Linked DNA regions of Mus musculus: regions 1, 2 and 4 are each linked to region 3. The links are chromatin contacts, called in public HiChIP or PLAC-seq and promoter capture Hi-C maps. All regions are on one chromosome and are shown on one strand. Each heading gives the region's core, a stretch centred on a gene start, on an enhancer-like site or on the middle of the called end of the contact. The rest is flanking DNA. Distances are from core to core; before and after follow the strand shown.

The links. Promoter capture Hi-C pulls out the DNA fragments that hold promoters and counts their contacts. HiChIP or PLAC-seq counts read pairs in DNA pulled down with a chosen protein or histone mark.
Region 1: a promoter capture Hi-C map of liver shows a contact between it and region 3, with 8 times the contacts expected there. The contact joins the promoter of Mink1 here to the promoter of Aloxe3 in region 3. A contact is called at or near these places in 1 of 39 promoter capture datasets (liver) and 1 of 484 Hi-C or Micro-C datasets (B cells).
Region 2: a promoter capture Hi-C map of liver shows a contact between it and region 3, with 4 times the contacts expected there. The contact joins the promoter of Pelp1 here to the promoter of Aloxe3 in region 3. A contact is called at or near these places in 2 of 39 promoter capture datasets (both in liver).
Region 4: a contact with region 3 is called in a FOXA1 HiChIP or PLAC-seq map of pancreatic cancer cells. The contact joins the promoter of Arrb2 here to the promoter of Aloxe3 in region 3. A contact is called at or near these places in 1 of 39 promoter capture datasets (liver), 1 of 115 datasets of contacts at active chromatin or transcription factors (pancreatic cancer cells) and 2 of 9 other capture datasets (adipose tissue and liver).

Annotation. Positions count from the first base shown.
Region 1 is chr11:70,560,891-70,564,256 of GRCm38.p6, reverse strand. Mink1 (misshapen-like kinase 1 (zebrafish)) reads right to left here and starts at 1,376. Exons shown (of 33, transcript NM_001045964.1): 1 at 1,131-1,376. The coding sequence starts at 1,187.
Region 2 is chr11:70,408,775-70,411,982 of GRCm38.p6, reverse strand. It overlaps Pelp1 (proline, glutamic acid and leucine rich protein 1), which reads left to right and starts at 1,952. Exons shown (of 17, transcript NM_029231.4): 1 at 1,952-2,219. The coding sequence starts at 1,971.
Region 3 is chr11:69,124,351-69,128,068 of GRCm38.p6, reverse strand. Aloxe3 (arachidonate lipoxygenase 3) reads right to left here and starts at 1,692. Exons shown (of 15, transcript NM_011786.2): 1 at 1,520-1,692; 2 at 539-743. The coding sequence starts at 1,666. It overlaps n-TKctt27 (a tRNA gene), which reads left to right and starts at 2,821; the gene lies at 2,821-2,893. n-TQctg6 (a tRNA gene) reads left to right here and starts at 3,391; the gene lies at 3,391-3,462.
Region 4 is chr11:70,430,494-70,433,862 of GRCm38.p6, reverse strand. Arrb2 (arrestin, beta 2) reads right to left here and starts at 1,283. Exons shown (of 15, transcript NM_145429.5): 1 at 1,110-1,283. The coding sequence starts at 1,132.

The sequences.
Region 1 (3,366 bases), core at 127-2,626, 1.4 Mb before region 3:
CTCTCCCCTCCAGTCATATCCGGGGCACTTGTGAGGTGGCTGCCTTTTCCCTGGGTAATTTACAAGCCAGAAGCCAATGTGTACAGAGACCTTCTGAGAAGGTAAGCATGAGGTGGGGAATCCTGCTCTAGCTACACCTACGCCGCCGGTTGGGAAAGCTCACCGGGCATGGAATCAAAACACCACCTGGGAGACAGTCTGGAATGGTTCACCTTGAAATTTCTATGTTGCCCTTAAGACAAAGCTGCCCGCTAGAGAACACTTACAAATGCTGAACTGAAAATTCCGGGAGGAGAGAGAGTAAGTGCCCCACGTGGAACAATAAATGGGTTATTTGAAAGCATTCCTGACACAGTTGTTTCCTCTTAACCGCTTCCCTAATGAACCCCTCCCTCCAACTCTCCTTTGCCTCCACTCCCACTAGTTCCCTCCCTACTGACCTCAGGCAGCGTGTTGTGTGTGCGTGTGTGTTTGTGTGTGTGTGTGTGTGTGCTTGTACATGTATGTAAACATCGTCTTCCGGCCCGAGTTTCCGAGGAAATCCAGGCTTCCCTTCCTCCCACTGTGCACTTGTCTGTCCTCCCAGCCCCACGCGGCTGCAGAGTTAGTAATGTAATATTCAGGGACCCCGAGACCGGAAATGCCTGGGTCTGAAAAGCTGCACTTGAAACACGAGAAAAGGGATAGGGAAAGTGAACGTGGGATGGAGACGTAGGAGGTGTGTGGGGTGGAGCGAGGAGGTGAAATCCGCCCAACTTGCAATTTAGGGGTAGGCGAGGAAGAAAACGAGGGATGAGGGGGAGGCTGAGGCAGTTGCAAAGTCAAAATTCCAGGAGCCAGAAGAGGAGGTGGAGGAAGCAGACATGAGGGCCGAGAGAGGGGGGACACAAGAAAGGCTCTGCAGGTGATGCAGGGCTGTGTTTAGGGACACCAGAGGTGACCCTCAAACGCCTATAAAGGAGGGGACTCGGATCCCAGCAGCAAGGTAGGGGTGGCACGCAAGTGTGGGGGAGGGCAGCACAGGGTGGGGACCAAACTGGCTCCCAGAATCTCCAGAGGGCGAACCCCCGGGCGGCGAGAGCTCGGGGTAAGGGCAGGGGTCGCGGGCGCGAGGCTGGGGTGGTGCTCACCCGCAGGGCAGACAGGTCGATGTCGTCCAGGCTGCGGGCGGGGGCTGGGTCGCCCATGGCCGCCGCGGGGCCACTCACGCTCCGGCTCGCTCACTCCGCTGCCGCCGTCGCCGCTTCTCCCCCATCGGGGGACTCGAGGGGCGGGCTCCACCGCGCCTGCCCCGAAGGCCGGGGAGGGGGAGGGCCAGCGGGAGGACCGACCCAGCGGCTGACAGGCGCTCTCACCCGCGCGCCTGCAACCCGAGTCGCCGGCTGCCCTGCGCACGCGCAGAGCCGACCGTGACGCGAACGCGCCGGGCGCCCCCTCCTGCGGGGCGCCGACACCTGCGCGCAGGCGCAGGAGAGCGGGCGGAGGGCGAGCGCGGACCCAGTCTCGCTAGAGCCTGGAGTGGAAGGAGCGCGACCACCCGCTGGTGCGCGTGCGCATACACCTTCCCTTCCTTTTCCCCCTTTTATTATTGTTGCCTCCTCTCCTCTAGTTCCTTCGTTGATCTTTATTTGACTCCTTTTCTTCCCTTTCCCTCTTTCGTGTGCCCAGCTGCCAATCAAACCACCTACCTCTCGATTTGCGGGGGAAGGGAGGCGGGACCCAACCCCCTCTATTACTAGGGGGGTTGTTATGGTAACTCCCCACGCGAGGGCTGCTGGCCTCTAGATAGGACGTGCTGTCCACCCACCCAATTGCCATGGTAACAGTGGAGCCGCTGAAGGAGGGGCCACTCCGTGAGAACTTGGCTGGAGAAACCACGTGGGAGGGAAGGACGGGGCTACTGTCTGCCCTTTACTCCCTTTCTAGGCTGGAGTGGGGATGTTGGGAGCAGATAGGCACTCCTACTGCACACGTCTGTATCTGCTTCTCTTAGCACAGTGTTCTGCAGGAAAGAACTATCCCTGGAGTTGCTAGTGGTAAAGCAGAAGAAACTGTATCCAATCCCTTCAAATGTTTTTCCAGCTCCTCAGATCTACTCCTGTTGGCACAGCACCTCCAGCCGGTTAGTCTCACTAGAGGATGGGTGAGGCTTTGTAACTATAGACAGACATGTTCTGCCACTGACTAATGTGTTGTCTGACCCTGAGCAAGCAAATTTGCCTCTGGGCTTTTCTTTCTCTATGAAGTTGAGGGGAGAAGGTTCTGAGTTTTCAAGAGCTCTTCCAACACTAACACTCCCTCTGAAAATGAATATAAACATTGCTTAGGTGAGCTTGAATTCTCTGGAGGCTTCTTGGCACATTTGGGTGCACATTCAAACTTGCTCCGGGTACTCTCCTGACTCATTTACCTTGCCCCTGATATGCAAGCCACAATCCCCATTTGGCCTTCCCACATGGCCTCTCTGCCTGGCACCTTCGATTAAATTCTTCATTATCCAGAAGTGATTTTTTTTTCTAAAACTTAAATCTGGCATCATTGTCCTGTTTAAAACGGTTTTCTGAACCCCACCATTCAGGAAGCTGAGGCAGGAGGATTACATTTTCTATTAGCCTGGACTATAAAATGACAGGGGGAAAAAAAAAAAAAACAAAATGAGAAAAAAAAAAAAAAAAAAAAAAAACACCGTTTGATGACTCCCACTGCCTTGTGGGTAGTGATATCAAAGACTTTCAAGATTCTGCTGTTTCTTTGACCTTATGTATATATATTTTTCTTTTCTGGTCTTATGTTCTAATAAACCATACTTAAACTTGCTCCAGATGTAATGAAATATATTCTACTTGAAGCCCCCAGAACACCTCTTACCTGTCTTTGCACTTACTTCTCTTTGCCCTGGAGTATTCTCCAACTTCCAGCTGTGCTGACTACTTTTATGTCAACTTGACACAAGCTAGAGCAATTTGAGAAAAGGGAACCTCACCTGAGAAAACACCCTCACCGGGTTGGCCTGTGGGTAAGCCAGTGAAGCCTTCTCTTAACTGGTCATTGATGTGGGAGGTCCCAGCCCACTGTGGGTGGTGTCACTCCTGGGCATGTGGTCCTGGATTGTGTAAGGAAGCAGGTAGAGCAAGCCAGTGAGCCTCTGCGCCATCTTCTGTGGCCTCTGCTTCAGTTTCTGCTTCCAGGTTCCTGCCCTGACTTCCTTCAGAAAGGGAGTATGATCTGAGCACTGTAAGCTGAGATAAACCCTTTCCTCCCCATGTTGCTCTTGGTTGGGGTGTTTTATTACAAAGTAGAAACCCAACCGAGACACTAGCCACGGCCACTCTCATTGGCCTTTGCTTTGCCTGGCCTGCTGGAATC
Region 2 (3,208 bases), core at 703-3,202, 1.3 Mb before region 3:
CTACATAGAGAGACCTTGTCTCAAAGTACCTCCAAAATAAAATCTCCTTTCTCCATGCCTCTGTCTCTGTCTCTCTCTGTCTGTCTCTGTCTCTGTCTCTGTCTCTCTCTCTCTCTCACACACACACACACACACACACACACACACAATTGAAATGGAAGAAAAAGTCAAAAATAAGGACCAGGATTTAGCTCACTTGGTCAAATGCCTACGGAGCATGCATAAGGCCCTGGGTTCCAGCCCTAGCACAGAGGGAACTGGGTGTGGTGGCACAGGCCTGGGATCCCAGTGCTTGGGAGGGAGAGCTAGGAGAGTCAGAAATTTGATGCCATCCTTAATTTTTATTTATTTATTTATTTATTTATTTGTTTATTTATTATATGTAAGTACACTGTAGCTATCTTCAGACACTCTAGAAGAGGGAGTCAGATCTCATTACAGATGGTTGTGAGCCACCATATGGTTGCTGGGACTTGAACTCAGGACCTTTGGAAGTGCAGTCAGTGCTCTTAACCACTGAGCCATATCCCCAGACCCCATCCTTAATTTCATAGGAAGTTACCTTCAAGGGGAGGTTACCTTGACTTTAAAAGTGTGTGTATGTGTATGTGTGTGTGTGTGTGTGTGTGTGTGTGTGTGTGTGATAGAGATTGGAAGAAAAACTTTTCTAAGAATGGCAACAAGCCTGTCGGCAAAATTGGAAGTCTGTGCAAAGGCCTTGGAATTGATGTTGCTGGAGGATAGAAAGAAGGCTAGTTTAGTCCAAGACTAGGAGAAGAAACAAAACAAAACAAAACCTCAAACATCTCTCCACCCCTAAAACAAAACAACAAAAGACCAGAGGAAGAAAGAAGTGCTTGTACAGCCTGAGGTCAGGTGGTATAGATTCTAGTCTGTGTAGGGAAATATTCTTATCTTTTTTTGTTTGTTTTTTTGAGACAGGGTTTCTCTGTGTAGCCCTGGCTGTCCTGGAGCTCACTTTGTAGACCAGGCTGGCCTTGAACTCAGAAATCTGCCTGCGTCTGCCTCCCAATATGCTGGGATTAAAGGCGTGTGCCACCACCACCCAGTTAATATTCTTATCTCTAGAAGCTACAGAAGGACTCTAAACTGGGAAGGACAAGCTTTCTTGGCTCCAATCTGTAATGTCAGCATTTGAACTTGTGAGCCTGAGGCAGGAATATTGCCACATCATGTCTGAGGCCAGCCTGTTAAAAAGCAAAAACAACAAAACAAAGAACTGGCTTATATCAGAAAAGCCCAATTCGGCTTTTGTGTGGTGTACAGACTGCAGAGGGAGGAAATAAGGCAATGCTGAGGCCTTTGAAAGTGATAGGTTAGCCGGGCGTGGTGGCGCACGCCTTTAATCCCAGCACTAGGGAGGCAGAGGCAGGTGGATTTCTGAGTTGGAGGTCAGCCTGGTCTACAAAGTGATTTCCAGAACAGCCAGGGCCCTGTCTCAAAAAACAAAACAACTGTGTATAGTAATGTAAATACACAAATGACTGTGGGTGTGTCTTGGGGACAGAGTGACACCTCTGCTACTTTGTGGCATGTGCACTGTTTGAGCTTGTTTTTCCATTGTTGGAAAAGCAGTTTAGAACGTTCCAGATTTCAGACTTGGGGTTGGCTCCTTAGATAGGATTACTAAGCCCAGGGAGAAGGTGACCAGAAGCCACGCTGGACTGAGATCTTTCAGACTCCCGCGCCTTTCCTGCAGACCACGTGTCCGGCCTGCGCAGCAACGCCTCCGCCCCGCCCTACAGCGCTCAGCCCGGGTTAGCAGTTTGCAAGCCGCCCCAACGCTGGCGCTCGCCCACATTGCGCATGCCCCCTCCTGCCGCAGGGCGCCAGCCCTCATTCATCCAGCCCAGCAGGCCGCAGCCCCCTCCTCAAGACCCCTCCCCGAGCGGCGTGCGTCGCACTTATGTTTGCGTCATCACGCCACGCCATTGCTCGAGCCTGTGAAGATGGCGGCGGCCGTTCTTAGTGGGGCCTCTGCGGGCTCCCCAGCTGGGGCTCCTGGCGGGCCCGGGGGTCTCTCTGCGGTGGGATCCGGCCCGCGTCTGCGTCTGCTGCTGTTAGAGAGCATTTCCGGGTTGTTACAGCCGCGAACGGCGTCCCCCGTGGCCCCTGTGCATCCCCCAATCCAGTGGGCCCCGCATTTGCCCGGGCTCATGTGCTTATTGAGGCTGCATGGGACGGCAGGTGGGGCGCAGGTAAGTCTGTGGCTCCCGCGGTCACCGTGGAAAGGCTGGTGAGGCGGCTGGGCACCGTGGTCCCGCCTTCCTGAAGCTGACACTGGAGCTGTGAGCTCGAGGAGAGCCGAGAGTGGAGAATAGAGCCACTTAACCATTGAGGACGCGATCCACAGACTTCATTACCTGCGCGTTCCCCAGAGCAGTATTAGGCCCCTTTTCTGTTAGGTCATTGATAAGCACAAAGCAATGAAGGGGCTCGGTTCCATCCCAGGTCCCCTGACTAGTTCAGTCCTCAGCGAAACTTCTTTTGGCGGCGTTTTCCCAGGGTAATTGAACACAAACATTTACTAGCTCTCAGCCAAGGGCCTACCCCTTCCTACTCGGCGCTCCAATTCCAGTCATAGTGGCGATGAGCAAAATGCCATAACACGAAACTAAATCTGGTATGAGTTTCCTAAACCGGTGTAGAGAGAGTATTTAGAGATTTCTCCAAAAGACCTGGAGTTTAAGATGAACAGGGGTTAGGTAGTGAAAGAAAATTAGAAGGGGTAGTTGAAACGTTAGAGGAACACTCGTGTAGGACGGGTTGGAAAATGAGGGCAATGTTTGGGTTCGGGGTTTAGGTGGTTAAAGAGAGTGGGTAGAGTTGAGGCTGGTGAGGTAGGCGGTAGACAATATGTTGTCTACCTGGTTAGGAGCCTGTGCACAAAATATTCACATGCGTTCAGTTCCTACAAGCTAGAAACCCAAGTGCCATCCTCGATATGTGGTTTCTTACACACTTCCATAAGCAGTCTGTGAAGTTCTGCCTTTTTTTTTTTTTTTTTTTTTTTCTTATGGAGGCAAAGTCTCACTATGTGGCTCTGGCTGGTCTGGAACTATGTAGACCAGGCTGGCCTAGAACTCCCCGAGATCCAGCTGCCTGTGGCTGGGCATCCGCCATCTTGTTCAGCTGTATGTGTGTTTATGTTAGTGGTTATGGGCCAAGGGTAGCAACGGTGCACACA
Region 3 (3,718 bases), core at 443-2,942:
CTTTGGAACAAAGAGTTCTGGAGGCAAGAAAGGGCTCAAACCAGTATCCTTGAAATCCAAAATTCAACAAAAGAGCCTAACTCACTTCCCAGACCCTTCATCCCCACCAGAAAAGCTAGAAAAAAGTAAGGTACAGGATCTTTGCAGGTTAATTCTCTAAATATTCATGGCTTTTCTACCTGTTGAGATCTAGCTTGTACGTTTATTCCTTTCTGAGTTCCAGAAGACCATATTCTGGAGAAATGCAGAGGGATACCATTAGCTGCCTGCTATGGGAGTGTGAGTCTCTCTGTGTGTGCTTATCTGTGTCCGTCTGTCTGTGTGAGCCTGTCTGTGTGTACCTCCAGAACAATAAACACTACCCAGGAAGCTCTTGCATGTCAGGACTTTAGCAGTGCTCTTTATCAGACACTGTTGCTTTGGGATCCCGGCATTCCTAACCCCAGTCACATTCCCTACGCGCCGAGTTCTGTGAGACTCCATTCCTAACCTCACACGAAGCCTCTGCAGTACTGTGCAGTCTCTGTCCCTTGCCCACCTGTTCCTGGCCGCAGCTCCACAGTACAGTAGCCATCGATCCACTGGTAGCAGGGAAAGTGGACAGCAGAGCCATCGGGGGCAGTGACACAGATTCGACTGCAGTACCAAGGGTCCTTGCAGAAGAAAGCAAAGCGCTCCTTGTGTAAGCGCAACAGCAAGATCTCACCCAGCTCTGCTTCACAGCGCACCTTATACTTCTGAACCTGGAGTGAGGGAAGCAGCAAGCAGGCCTTTGAGCAACCAGGAACTGTCGAGGACATCTTTGCACTCTGAAGTGTGCATCAACACCGCTACCTTTCTGGGATATTGGCCTGAGCAGTCGTTGATCCATGTGGTTCCTTTGTGTGATTGAGAGAAAGAGCCCGTCTCCATCCAGAGAGGAGCAGGCACCATACTCAGTGCCTGAGTGAATTTTTGTAGGGATTCCTACCCTCACTGCCAGTAGTTCACTTTCATGTAGGGTCATTAGCAAACTAAACTAGCGACCGACAAAGCAGACCCCTCCCAAAGAACAGGAGACCCATGATCTGATCAGAGGAATCAATTTGGTCAAAGCCTAGTGTCAATTAGGGGAGGAGCCAGGCCAGGCAGTGGTGGCTTTTAATTCCCCCTGCACTCAGGAGGCAGAGGCAGTCAGATTGCTAAGTTCAAGGCCAGCCTGGTCTACACAGAGAGTTCTAGGACAGCCAGGGCTACACAGAGAAACCCTGTCTGGAAAAACCACAGAAAATAATAACAATAACAACAATGATAGGAGAAGCCAGGAAGTTAGGGGAAGTCCCCAGAATCCATTCCAAATGCCCTTCCCCACAGCCCTGTCTCAGAACAATTGGTATGGTTTATCGTCTCCCAAAAGTCAGGGATGTCAAAGAAAATGATCACAGGACATAGCAGGCATCCTGAGTTCAGCAGGACTTGACGAATCCAACAAGAATAATCCTCACTTCCTTCAGGTTCCCCATCTCTCCTCTGTACTCACCGATCCAGAGGCGAAGTCCCTGCCTACGCGATCCAGCTTCTGCTTAGGGCTTTCACCACAGGTGCCTACCAATGTAGCATAGATGTTATCCAATGTGCCAGCCTTCAGGTAGGAACCAGTGGTCACACACAGCCGATATACTGCCATGACTGGACCCAATAACCCCAAACCAGTAGCTAGCCTAGAGAAGGTACGCTACAGGTAAGAGAGAGTCAGCTCCTGGGCAGGAGGCTGGGGGCTGGGGAAGGGTGGGCCTGAGGAAGGATCCAGCTCTAGGACGTTCCTGGGCTCGCGCGCGCTCTCTCTCTTTCTCGATCTCTCACGGCAGCTCCGCTGGTAGCTCGGGAGTACTATCCCCACCCACCGACTTGCACCCTAATACTTGTTTGCATGCCTCTGACACAGCCTGTCCCTCTGGCTGGCTCATCCAGATGGATATCAGAAGCCTGGGCCCATTGGTGAGGGAGGGAATAAGGAAGGAGGGACCAAGTGGCAAGTGGAAGACAGGGAGGAGGTGACGCGTGTTGGGACACTACTTTGTGTCTGATCAGTGGCTTGACTAATGTCCTGAAGCCCATGTTCACCCATTCCCCAGATTCCACCTAGAGCCTTTTCCTCCTATTTCCAAACCAGAAATGGGCACCAGAACACCAGAATTCCTACATGTGAATCACCCACGTGAATCACACCGTGCATCGGAAAGCTGCACCAATTCATAAATGCCAGGTGACCTCATCAACAATCAAGTGAATAACACACATCTTAGCACGTGACAAGGCCATCATGTTCTCCTTCCTGCCACCGACCCACCCATCTCCTCCTAAAGTCTAGTCTTCTCTCTGTCTCCAGTTTTTGTTATTCCCGACCTCAATCACTCCTTTGAGATAGGACCTGCCTGCCAAGTGAGTGGAAGCCTGCCCGACAGCATCTGGAGGCCCTCATGTGACATTCTTTACGCTCCAGGTCCTCCCTCAGCCAGCCTGCTGAACCGTGGGAGGCACCCTGTATGCCCTAGGTGTCCAAGATATAGGTCACAAGGACCAGGGAAGAAAAAAAATAGACTCTACCGGGGAAACCTGTGGCCCGCAGCGGCCCCGCGTGGCTGGTCTAGGCACCTCTAGATTCCTGCTTGAGTGGCGCTCCTGCCCTCCTTAACTTCTAATAAAAGCCGAGGCGTTAGCGACTAGGTTTCAGTAAGTCAGAGTCTCGGACAAAAACGAACTTCATCCTTTAAATACACACAAGAATACGTAGGTATCATAATAAATTCATTTAGGCAAAAGTGGAGAGCTTTGCTAAGAGCCCGGATAGCTCAGTCGGTAGAGCATCAGACTTTTAATCTGAGGGTCCAGGGTTCAAGTCCCTGTTCGGGCGCTTAGCTTTTTGTGGGAATCTGCACTTACAAACACTATTGTTAGGCTGTCTTGTTTGACAATAGCTCTATAATAACAAAGTAATTGCATTCTTTTTAAAAGGAAATGTAAATTGAACGTAAGTTCCGAACAATCAGAAGAGGGAACAGCATTACGTTAAAGTACTAGCTATACAAACGAGGAATACATCAAAGAGAGTAAAAAGAAAATGGGGAAGTTAATATTATTAATATTAATAATATACTTCATTTACTACAATATTTGAAAATCTTATTTTAACCCTAATTGGTGTTTTAAAATCCGCATTTTAACGAATTTTTAAATTATCTTCCTTAATTTTCATGTTTAGAAGAAAGCACTCATATTTCAGGTACTCAATAATCACATTTTAGTAGTTGGCTTCATGTGTTTGTTTTGGTTTGTTTGAATAAATGGAGTGATATGCAAAATGGGATATAGAATAATGTATATAATTTCTGAGAGCACTACAGAAGAGGGGGTTCCATGGTGTAATGGTTAGCACTCTGGACTCTGAATCCAGCGATCCGAGTTCAAATCTCGGTGGAACCTTAGCATTTTGCTAGTACATCAACATAATAAATATATTTGTTTGTAATTTTTCATGCTTAGTATGTCTGTTACAGATATTCTAGTATAATTTTTTAAATTACACTTATATACACCAAGATCTGCGCTGAATTAGTGTATAAGAATACTTATTTCAACAATGTTTGTCACGTCTTGTCTATGAATATGGAAGCAATCTTGGGTTTTGTTGACAAGCCAAAGTTCATAGCCAAGCAGTGGCTTGTTCTCATAAAACTAA
Region 4 (3,369 bases), core at 34-2,533, 1.3 Mb before region 3:
TCCTGTGGCCCAGAATTTGATGAGATGGTAGGGAATTATGCCAAGTCAGCAGTCTTTCTCTGGACCATCTACCCCCTCCCTGAAGTACACAACGGAAATTTGGGGGCCTCCCCCCAAGTAAGTGACTTCCCCTTTCTCTGGGGTGTTTAACCTCAAATCCAGGAGGTCAGTCTTCCCTGTGGACATCTCTCTCAGATATTGGTCTTCTTAATGCTGAGATGCCTACTTTCTCATACTCTAAGGGCAGTGGGAGTGGTGGGGTTGATCCCATGTTTTGCAGAAGTCACTGCTCATAATCAGGCCCTTATTCTTGGTCCTCTCCGGCTTGAGGCACATAGCCCCTACCTATTCTTTAGCTCTTGCTCCTTTGGAACTCAAGCATTCACCCCATGTCCTCTTGGGGGTGTTGGGTCACAACAGGAAGTGGATTTTGCTATAGACCAAAAAAGAGAACTCTGGTATCAGTGGAAGGAAGGAGCTTCGATTGCACAGAGAACATCCGGGGAGAGGATGTGTGTCCAGGGGAGATACTACCTCTCCCCTCCACCCCCAGGAGAGGAATACAGTCCAATTTCAGCGAGGGTCCCTACACACTCTTCTCTCTCAAGAAGAAGCTGTTGCTCCTAGCAACCTAGAAGGCAGAAGTTTGGTAGCAGAGCTATCGGGCCCTTGGGACAGGTGGGAGCAATCAGACTGTGGGGTATTGGGCAGGAGGCTTTCCATTGGTTGGGCACGAGTCTAGGGGAATCCCTTCCCAGCATCCAGTCTCCCAGCACACAACCCCTCGGGGCCGGCCACCTGCTCCTCCTTCCTCCGCCCTTGCATCACAGCCTGCACAGAGAACCCAGTAGTCCGACTCCTACATCTCTGCGAGAACCCAGGCGTGGGTTTCCCGATCCCCATCAGGTCTTGCTTTTTGCAGGAGCCCTAGCACGCACGCTCCACTCCAATATCTCAAGGACCAAGGCTTGCGGCCCCGGACCGCTACCCTCTAGGGACCCAGGCGTCCGGCCCCGGGGTTTCTTCCCCGGTGTCCTTGTCTGTGGATCAACCTGGCACACCCCACGAGCAGCCGCCCATGCCCCGCGGCACGGCCCCACCTCCCTTACCTGGTCCCGGGTTTTTCTCCCATGGTGCGCGCGCGCTCGCCGCCCTCCGCCCGCCGGGTTCGCGGCTCGCTCGCAGCCTCCTCGCCTGCTGCCAGGTCCCCGCTCCTCCCCGCGCCACTGCGCACGCGCGTCCTCACTCTTTCTCCTCCTTCCCCTCCCCTCGCGGTCTGGGTCTCGGGGAGCCGGGGCCAGCTGCGTCAGCCGGATCCCGCGCGCCGCGGCGCAGCCCGCCCTCCTCGAGCTGGCTCCGCCCCACGCCTCCGCCCTCCGTTTCCCTCGGGGAAGCCTCCCCGCGCCGTCCCTACTCCCGATCTCCCCGCCCCTCCTCAAGCTTTTAGAACTAGATTGGGCCCCTTTAAAAGCAGGCGGCCGCCTTCGAGGAGATTAGAAGCAGCTGATTGGCCGTTGGTATCCGTAGCCCTGCAGGGATACCTCCCCTTTGTTTGCTTTCACTGTAGTGGAGGAGGGACGGGATCGAGGGGGCGGTGGGAATGAGCTCAAGTGCTGTCTAGTTCTGAGGGCCAAGGGCTGCCCACGTGGATGCACCGTATCAGTTGCGTGATGATGCTTGCTTTGGGACGCGCTGCTCATCCCTGAGCTTGCAGCCTCGTTTGGCCTGCCTTTCCCGCGTTCTTGTGGTCTTCAGCTCCCCCTGGTGTATCGTCTTTGATTTTTTTTTTTTTTTTTTTTTTTTTTTTTTTTTTTGTGCAGGGTCAAACATTAAAACATTTTTCAGACCTTGTCATCTCGACTGTCTATCCTAGCTATCATTCACCCACTCCATCCATCTCTTATTTTCTTCATCCTTCCCTCCCTCTCCATTTCGTGTTAGTCATTGTGCCAAGCCATCGGGACCAAACATGAATTATCATGGCCTAACTTTCCTGGGATCTTTGAGACATAGGAACAGGTATTATATTATGCTCCCAGGAATGCTATAATAGAGGTATGACTCAGAACATCAAGCAACTAAAAGCCCAAAAGCCTTTGCTTGGCCAGCGTGGGGGAGGAGGGAGTGCAGTCACTCACTCCATTGGATGGGAAATTTGAGGACAGACATTCTGAAGGATGGGCAGAAGTGGGGAAAGGACATTCTTTATAGACGAGTGCTTGTGGGTTAGATGGCAGGAGGCAGAGAGCTGCAGACTGTGGAAGGAAGAGACTGCGGAAGGCTTTGTATAGCAGGTGAAAGAAAGAGCCTGAGGATCTGTAGTGTTTATCTAATTTAATGTAATGTAATTTTCTGCTAAGGCCTCACGCATGCTTGGTAAGGACTCACCACTAAGCTCTGTCTTTAATCGCAGCCCAGCAATGATTTGATTGGATTTTGTTTTTCACCAGAGGAATGTCGAGATGGGATTTCTCTTTTCCGGTAACACAGAGCATAGCAAGACCGCTAGAAGATAAGCTAGTCAAGGGAAAACGATGAACAGGGAGTGGAGGGGGAACAGAGGGGCCATATTAGAGGTTCGTTGCTGGGGCAACATTGACTGGGTTTGGCAGAGGGTGAAAAGGGTGACTGACAGAGACAGGTTTTTCTCCTCTTCGGTCTCTTCCTTCTACTCTTACCCATTTCCCCTCAGTGGAATACCTTCATGCCTCTCTCTCCACTTTTCTCCATTTGAAAAACAATGTACACGAGAAAAAAAAATCTCAGATCATCTTTAATTTTTAAACATAGACCTTGTTTAACACCTGCTTACCCCTCCCCCGTTCTATTGTCACATTTTAAGTCTGCTCTTTCATTGTTACAATGTGTTACACTTTATGTGTCTGAGTGCTAGCCTGCATGTAAGCATGGTCATCACCATTTGTGTGCACAGTGCCTATGGAGGTATCAGATCCCCTGGAACTAGAGTTACAGGCAGTTATAAACCTCCACGTGGGTGCTAGAAAGTGAACCCAGATCCTCTGTGAGAACAAAAAGTGCTCTTAACCACTGAGCCATCTCTTCAGCCCCAATATGATTCTTTGAGACAAGGTCTCACTCTATAGCCCTGGGTGGCCTGGAACTCACAGGGGTCCCCCTGCCTCTGCCTCCTGAAGCAACACAGTCAGCTTAAATGTACTCGAGTTCTTAACAGTAAGCTTTTTGACTCATGAATTTATTCAGATTTGACCCTTGCTAAAGATCATGTTCAGAGGTAAGGCAGTCTATAGCTAAAGTGGAATTTGGGGGCAAGGGTCGTAGTTTAGTTGTCAGGGTGCTCGCCTAGCAATCATAAAACCCTTGTGGGAAGCTAGAGAGATGGCTCAGTGA